Regions from separate parts of the Mus musculus genome. Here region 1 is linked to region 2. The links are chromatin contacts, called in public Hi-C maps. All regions are on one chromosome and are shown on one strand. Each heading gives the region's core, a stretch centred on a gene start, on an enhancer-like site or on the middle of the called end of the contact. The rest is flanking DNA. Distances are from core to core; before and after follow the strand shown.

Region 1 (4,417 bases), core at 730-3,229, 550 kb before region 2:
ATTATTGAATACACCTTGGGGAGCCTCAGAAACGGGAAAAGACTACCTGTGAGGAGCATACCATTGCCTTGGCCTTGGCCCAGAAAGCCCATCACCAGACAGCTGGAGTTTCATGTGTTGGACCTGGACCCAGCGGAGATCTACAGCCCCTGCTCTTCATTTGAGGACCTTGTGTGGATCTTTACACAAGGCAGAGCCAGGAAGGGGTCTCAGGTGGCGTTAGAGTTGGGTACCTCTGCAGGCTTCTTTACTCTTCTAGCTGGACAGTTCACATCCAGCTCCTGGGACCATGTTTCAATATATCAATTCAGCTTCCTAAAATAAAGAGTTTTAAAAAGCCATTATTCACCTGTGCTAGGGCTCAGAGGAAGAGGTCTGGTATTTCCAGCAGGTTTCCCAGGCTCATAGAAATCAACTCTGCTCCTCTGGTCAGTGGTAGGGATTCAGTGTCATGGTGAAGTAGTTTGGCTCCTACTAGTCTCATAAACAATGTGATCAAAGACAGGTAAGGAAGTAATTGTATTCTAAGATAATTGTAAGAGAAAGCAACATAAAAAGACTCAAAAAACTCAACTGGCACAGAGCATGAAACTAGCCGAGCTCTCCACATTACTGACTGCTAGCTTCTGATCACTCGGTCAACACCGAGATCCACAACTATCTAGAGATATCTAGAGAACATGACTATATTGGCTCACAGTTTTAGAGTGTTCCATTGATGATCAGTTAGCCTTATATTTTGGAAAACGCAGTGTGTCATGAGAGTGACTGAGACAAACCACTCATCCCATACCTGGGAAGCCAGAGGCAGAAAGAACCAAGGGACAAACGTCCTCTAACCCACTTCAGGGATGCATGCCATTGACGGAAGCTTCCTACTAGCCTCGCATCCTGCTTCACACCACCGCCCTGACACAGCACACTAGACCATGTCAAACATAAACCACAGCAAATTATCTCCATTACTGTACTTTCTCGGATATTCTTCATGAATCAGTTAGAGGCAGCACCTACCTGGCTCAAGGTACAAGAAAAGGAAAGTTAGCATTCAATCTTTACATTGAATATTAAATGTTAGATCCACTTTTACATTTTATTTGTTTATTTTTGTTTATGTGTTTGTGTATCTACCTATATGAAGAGGTTAGAAGGACCTGTGGTTTGAACTCAGGTCCTTGGCCTTGGCAGCAAGGACCTTTTCCATCCAGGCCATCTCAGGTTCAACTCCTTGGTGGCTGTCTACTTTCCTTCAGAAAAAAAAAGGTTTTTAGTTATATGTATACTAATATTATAATATTTGCAATATTAACACATGTTGATTATGTAAAATAGTGCATTCCATCTTAATACTTTCATATATATATATATATATATATATATATAGTGCTTTTTAACCACACCCACTTCCTTTGTCCTCCTTGGCTCCTCTCATTGGTTCCTTTCCTCTTCCCAATTACTATCCTTTACTTTCTTGTCTGATTTTTTTTCTATTTTTCTTCACCAATTTATTTATTCATTCATTCATTCACTTTACAGCCTGATCACAGACATTTCGCTACTCTCGTCCCAGTTCCACTCTCACACACCCTCCTCCATTCCCCATCCTCTTTTCCTCAGATAAGAGGAGGCCTTCCACGGCTACCAGCCTACCCTCTTACATCTCAGCAAGACTGAGTGCACCCTCTCCCATTGAAGCCAGACAAGGAAGCCCAGCTGTGGGAAAGCAATCTAAAGGCAGGCAACAGAGTCAGAGAGAGTTCCTGCTCCAATTGTTAAGGGACCCATATGAAGAGCAAGCTATGCATCTGCTACTTCTGACAGGATGTCTAGATCCCGCCCACGCATGCTCTTTGGTTGGTGGTTTAGTCTCTGTGCGCCTCATAGGCACAGATTAGTTTCCTCTGTAGGTCATCCTGTGGTATCCTTGATCCTTCCAGCTCCCCCTCAGTGCTTCCCACAGCTCTTCCACAGGACTTCCTGAGCTCCACCTATGTTTTGGCTATGGGTCTTTGCATCTGCTTCCATCAGTCGCTGGATGGAGCGTCTCAGAATACAGTTATGGTAGCCTCTTGTCTGCAAGCATAGCAGAATATCATGAAAGTGTCGGGCTTGGCTGTCTCCCATGGGGTGGGTCTTGTTTGATTTTTTTTCTTTAAAAGTCTAAATTCTGCATATGAGAGAAAATATGTAAGATATGTTCTTACATGAATTTAGCTATTTTATGTAATATGATCTCAATTTTCACTCAATTATTTTCTCTGCAAATTAAATAGTTTCATTCTTTTTCATGGCTAAATAATAACACCCATTGTGTACATAAGCCATACTTCAGTCATTCATTCATCATCAGATATCAAGGCTGTTGCATAAATTGGCTATAGTGACTAGTGCTACAATAAGCTTGCATATTTGGGCATGTATACAGATTTTGTTTCTTTATATGTACGTTCTGGAGTGATGTAACAAGGTCATAGTCTAGTTCTCTTCTTAGTTTTTTTTGAGGCTTTTGCCATACTAATTCCCATTGTGAACTGACTACTTTATGATTTAGTCAATAATGCTCCTTACCATTTTTGTTTTCTTGATGATAGCCATCAGACAAGGGTGAAATAGAATCCCAAGGTAGCATCCCAGACTTCTCAAGGTTGCTTGTCTCCTGGCAGACAGACCCGAGGTCTCAACCTTGGTCAGAGAGGTTTTGTTTTTTTTTTTTTTTTTTTCCCTGTACTGTAAGCAATCATGGAGAGATGAGTTGCTATTCACAGCACTGAGAATAAGGGACCAAGAGCTCAGCCCTAAACAAAACCTCATCTCCAGCAAGTTCAGGGAACATTAGAAGGAGAGGAGGAAGAAAGAATGTCAGATCTGGAAGACAGGAGAAATGATGATGTTTTCCGGATGTGATATGGCTATTGAACTTATTAACTCTCAGCAGTCAAAATCTTGGCATACATAGAGTAGATGATCTCAAGGTCCCACTTCATATGAGGAGCTATTGGTAGTGATAGTTCCTAGCAAATAATCATTCTGTATTGATATTATGGCCCTAATAGTTTTCCCATGCTCCACAGAATGGCCCCACCCATACACATAAAGGCAGGACTAACTGGACGTAGTAGGCTATCCAAAGGGGGTAGGGGAGCCATGAATGGGAATAATGGAAGAAATGATATTTTATTGTACACATCTATTAAATTCTCAAAAATAAAGAAGAGAATGAACGAGACTTAGAGTAGGATTAATTTGCATCTTCCTGATGACTAAATATCTTGATGTTTCCCCCACACATTTAGCAACTGCTTATGGTTGTTGCTGCTGCTGCTGCTGTTGTTTTCATATGTGTGTGTTATTTTTCAAATGGATAATCAATTTGCCCATTTGCAAGTTGGATTATTTGTTCTTTTGCTAGTTGTATTCTTTATATATTCTGAATATCAATTCCTTGCAAGTCAATAGCCTGGAAATATTTTTATTCTGTTCTTTAGTTTATCTGTTTATTCTTGTAATTGTTTCATACTGTGCAGAGGTTTTAAAATGCCACACCACCCTCACAATAGGCTTTAGCTACTATTCTCTGAGATACAAAAATCCTTTGCAATTATTATTGCTGCAGGCATTAATTTGGCTTCAAGGTTTATTTACTTTTCTTGTATATTATGTACATTGAACATTGTGATAAAATACATGGAAAAGAACTTAAAGAGTGACTTATGTCAGCTTATAACATGAGATCATTTAGTAGGTGTAGGGAGTGACTGATTGCACTGTGTCAACTTCTTCCTTGAATTTCTTTTTATTCAATTCAGGTCCCTAGCCTATAGGATGTTACTATCACATTCAGGATAGGTCTATCTTCTTCTCTCACTTATATGTCCCTAGGAACACCCTTTAAGATGTGCCCAGATGTACAACTTCAAGGTGATTCCAGGCCCAGTCAAATTGACAATGAAAATGGAAAGGAAAAGGCAGTATTGTTTTCCTCTAGGATTCTGAGCCCATGTAGTAGACAGCTGTAGGATTAAATAGCTGATGTGCCACCATTGCTGGTATTCAATATTGGTCTTTGATTTTAGGAAGCATCAGTATCATAGTTTCTGTGGAGGATTTTTTACTCTTTAAAACCTTATGAAACATGTTCATTTTTATAGTCTCTAAATTTCCCTTTATTTCCTTTAATTTGTTTCTAGAATAGTCCACAGGGAGCCCAGAATTTTTCTCTTGCACCCCACCTTGTCCTTTGTTTGGTTTTTACTTTAGATATGTTCTGAACTGAATAAACCCCCCTGGCTTACTGTTATCTACTTTATTTCTTGATGAACTTAGTTATTTCAATCTTCAAGTCATCTTGACAGCTTCACCATCTCTTGGTGTTGCAAGGTCTTCTAATTTATAGTCAGGCTTCATTAAATGCATTTTC
Region 2 (4,804 bases), core at 1,989-4,488:
AGAAGCACAGTGGAGCAGATGTGCAATGAAGGTATAATGTGCTGTCTAAGGTTGCAAAGGTATCAGAACTCTGGATGAATAGATACAAAATATATGTTTAGGGAATAGAATAAAGCAGTATACATCTTAAATGATAGTGAAATTCAAGAGTCTCCCAGCTAAGAAAAATAACAAACTATAGTCAACAAACACAGGTATATGCAATGAAGAATTAATATTAGATTTTTGAAGGGAAGAATTAAAGGGCTTTTCATCCGCCTTTCCTGTCTAACAGAATTTTTTGAGATAAGGAAAGTATGTCACAATTAGCATGACTAAGTGGGATAGCCATTGGCTATTTGAGGATGGCTATGGAGCACTTAAAAGGTTGATTGATTCAACTAATTACCTGAAGATTTAATATAATTTCATTTGAATTGAAAGTTTAAAGGCCACATGTAGCCAGAGGCTACCATTTTGGACAAAGTCAATGACGAGATCATTGAGTAGTAGAGACAATTTCATACATGTATGTTGAAAGTATTTATACTTCACTGCTCATTCTTGTCTCCTTGCACTCCTACCAACCCCTGCTTATTCCCAACTAGTTACCCCTACTACTTTCTCTCTTTTTTTTTTAATAAGATTTGTCTTTTTTCTTCATTTATATTTCAAATGCTACCCCTATTACTTTGATGTCTGATACTTGGTACAGGTTTTGTCAGGTCTTACACAGGTCACCATAGTTAGTGTGTGTTCATGATTACGTCACCCCTGTCGTGTCTACAGGATAACATGAGTTCCTTTTAGTACTTTTGGATACACACATATACACAAAACCACAATCACACAAGCTTATGAAATATTTATAACAGCCTTATAAAAAGCATACGTATTCTTGATTCTTCAATAGACAAACTTGGAGATTATGGGAATGTTTTAGGTTAAGTAATTCATCTGATAACTGAACAATGGTAATGAAATAAAACAATTCTCAGAGGTATAGGAGATAAAGAAAAAGATCAAAGAATTGGAGGTTAGGATCAAATATTACCTCCAGATTGTAATCCTACATCTGTAGACTCCGGAGTTTAAAAGGTAGCCCTGGGTTCTAAATGTTTACTTTTATTTTCGAGAAAGGTTTGCTCTGCAACAATTTGTGAGCTCTCAATGTCAAAAAGATGTTCTTTTTTTTTAACTTATTAATCATGTTTTATCTTCTCATTTGTTAGACAGGTGGTACTTTTTTGCAAAGCTTAGTCTTGAGCTAGCTTATAATGCTTTTATTCAATATTTAAAATTTTTGGAAGTGACAAGAATTGGAGGTTAAACGTGGTGCGATTAACCAGTTGATCCGTGGATGAACTGTTTCTCTCTGTCTTTCTTCTCTTCCTCCCATCTCTCCTTCTCTCCCCTTTCTTCCTTTTCCAAAGTCATTTTTTCTTAGTTTCCAATGAACTTAGAATGACAAAACCAAAACAACTTATCCAACATGTTGTCTATATTATTTCAAAGCCATAAGATATTATATTCTGAATATCACTTCATTTTATTCAATTACATATAAATGTCCATTCCCTTCTACATCTGAAAGTAATGTTAAAACAGTGATACAAACTATTGCTTCTTGAGATCCTAAGGAAATCCTAAATTCGTAAGGATACAAGACAAAAATGTCAAAACCACAAGCAGTAAACAGTCACACTAAAGAAAAAAAAATACAAAAACAGCAACATCAATATACACACAATCACCCACACCACACACCAGTCACTGTTTTCTTTTACAACAAAAAGGGCTTCACAATTAAGTTCTAGATTGTTTCTGTGGTGGTAAATTCTCACCCAGAGACACTCAGGCAATGGATTGAAGTCACACAGTATAATTACACAATACCCTGGCCTTTACTCCAGGATGTAAAAGCACAAACAGAACACCTAGAGATTCAAAAACAATCAGTGGACACTTAGACTTTCCTTTTTTGTTTGTTTGGTTTTTTTTTTGTTTGTTTGTTTTCTTTTTTGAGACAGGGCTTCTCTGTGTAGCCCTGGCTGTCCTGGAACTCACTTTGTAGACCAGGTTGGCCTCAAACTCAGAAATCCACCTGCCTCTTCCTCCCAAGTGGGGATTAAAGGCATGCACCACCACTGCCCAGCTTGACATTCATTAAACTGATGCTTTGACTAACCATGTGATACTGGTGGGATAATTTATCCAATATCACAGAGAAGGCTATCTTCATTTGCCTGCCCAAATATTGCACTTCTAAGAATTCTTTGCCATTAACCAAAACAAACCAGACCAACAAGCAAAATATAAACAAACAAACAAACAAACAAACAGAAAGCCAAAACAACAAATAACCCAAAAAAAAACCCTTAAACTAGTGCCTAAACTACCTTTCTTCCTTTCTTTCTTCCTTTCTTTCTTCCTTTCTTTCTTTCTTTCTTTCTTTCTTTCTTTCTTTCTTTCTTTCTTTCTTTCTTTCTTCCTTTCTTCCTTCCTTCCTTCCTTTCTTTCTCTCTTTCTTTCTTTCTTTCTTTTCTTCTTCTTCTTCTTTATTTTTTTAAACCTGAACAGGGTGAAAATCAGCTATGTATTAAGGGGCCTCAAGTATCTTAGAAACAAACTTGTGAAATTTGTATTTTTATGTCTTTCTCTGAAAGTATTTTTTATCATCTCCATGCTTTTACACAACCATGTACATTATCTAACATTTATTTCAAACATTGGCAATGAACATTTATATGCTCTAAGTCTTTAATTATAACTTAGTCACTTGAGTTTGTAAAACTCACCATTGATTTTCCTTGTGCCCACATATACATGGGCACACACACACACAGCCTGTACATTCCATTGGCACACTTCTCTATAGATTTATTGGAATGTAGGAAATTAACTATATAACCCCCAAGAAAGCAATGCTGTTATTCACAGTGGTACATTAACAGGGAATTTTGTCCCTTATCCAGAATTGACCTCAAAGAAAGCTTGATTAAATACTTCTTAAAAATGGTTGCAGTGTTGCAGGTAATAAGTGTCTGACATCAGAAATGAGAAAATGCTGCTAATTCTCACTGTTCTCTCTAGATTTCTTTCCCCCACCCCCACCAAATGTCTACATAGTCAAGTCTCTGGTATGCATCAGAAGAGCATGTGATTTTCAGAGTGAAGTCAAAGGAAAAGTATGCAGATGGCAGTGTAAATGTTAGGAAAGTTTGAGGAGAAATATGCCAGTTATGTTCTGTTTTGTTAGAGTAACTATAGAACCATTGCAGCAATGCCACGGTCAAGACTCTTGCCAAGTGGAATACCCTATTTATAACCCTAACAAGCAGAGGAAATGGTGCCAGGAACAAGATAAAACTATTAGTCACATTTTAAAAGATACTTAAAAGCTAGTTTGTATTTTAAAATAAATTTTGGTGGTTAAGCACACAACTTGGGTAATTACAGATCTGGGTGTTGAAGCATGGTGCAAGAGCATTAATTAGTCCTTTCCTTATCTTTGCTGCCACATCTCTGCCAGATAGCTTGTTTGAAGTCATAAATGGAGCTCATAAATGGGCTCTTTGGGAGATACCTAGGAAATAAACAATCCTCCCCTTTGGTAAATAGCTAAGAGATCTCCATGGACTCGCATGCTTTTTCCCAGTGTTGGCACTGTTGATTCAGTGCCCAGCTGGCAGCTCCTCCTCATCTGTCTTGTTTCTGGCAGTCTTTCCAATATCAAGCACTTACACAGCAATCAGAGGCATTGAATTCCAAAGAATGCTTTGAGCTTATGGATTCTGGTCATAATGGTGTCACACTGCAGGGTTTCTGCCACCCAGAGTACATGTGGCTACGTCAGGACACGTGCTCTAAATCCTTGCCTCTTGCCCTTTACCCCAAGGAGACTGAAAGACTGTGGTGTAGTAGTATGGGCTTCCTTAGCCTTTCTTTCCATCAGTGAGAAGTTACAAGTTCTGTAATGCTTTCAAATGTAAGGACAGGGCAAGCCCCAAACACAATTCCTTTCTCTCCCTGTATTTCCTCCATTTCTTGCCCTCACTGACTCACTTATCTGACTTGATAGAAAACACACACACACATACACACACACACACACACACACACACACACACACACACACAAAGCACATGATTTTTCATGTTTTTTTATGTTTATGTGAGTTTTGACTGAATGCATTTATGTATATGTGTGTATGCATGCATGTATTAGGCATGTATGTATTATGTATTACATATTATGTATTACATATTATGTATTACATATTATGTATTACATATTATGTATTATGTATGTATATTCACCATGTTCATGCAGTGCCTGCAAGAATCAAATCTGCTGGCACTGGAGTTGTCAGACCATGAAAGCATTTAGGAATCAAATCCAGGTCCTCTGGAAAAGCAGCTGGTATTCTTAACCTCTGAGACATATCTCCAACTCCAAGGGTCTACAATTATTATTAAATTAGAAAGAACTAGAGTTACTCATGGTTCTTTTTGCTAGTACTGTGTTTTTAAAGAGAAAAAAATTGTGACTTCAGGTTCCATTGCTTTTCTAAGGATGAAAACTATTCTTGCAGGTTTGTTGAGGTCTAGAGGCAGCAACATGAAAGATGCCCTGTACTCTTTCCAAAGAAATGACAATCAACAAATGTTCATTCCCCAGGGCTGAAGCCACTATATTATATAATGTAGAGTTCAATGTATTTGTTGTCATACTACGTAACATATCACCAAATTTCATGTATTTTCTATGTTATTTTTGTATTGATGATATATGTGTGCATGGTGCCTGCACATGAGTATATGAG

What was found. Hi-C and Micro-C count contacts between places; a contact is called where the count stands out from the background.
Region 1: a contact with region 2 is called in a Hi-C map of the C2C12 cell line, with 3 times the contacts expected there. The contact joins two enhancer-like sites.

The regions. Positions count from the first base shown.
Region 1 is chr12:10,531,748-10,536,164 of GRCm38.p6, reverse strand. No RefSeq gene overlaps it. Among named protein-coding and RNA genes, the nearest start is that of Gm38407, 88 kb to the right of the region's middle. Within about 2 kb of position 1,979, at least 3 of the 459 cell types and tissues checked have an H3K27ac peak or open chromatin away from gene starts, as enhancers often do. A contact at or near this core is called in the C2C12 cell line, where this site is marked.
Region 2 is chr12:9,977,730-9,982,533 of GRCm38.p6, reverse strand. No RefSeq gene overlaps it. Among named protein-coding and RNA genes, the nearest start is that of Gm33734, 61 kb to the right of the region's middle. Within about 2 kb of position 3,238, at least 60 of the 459 cell types and tissues checked have an H3K27ac peak or open chromatin away from gene starts, as enhancers often do. A contact at or near this core is called in the C2C12 cell line, where this site is marked.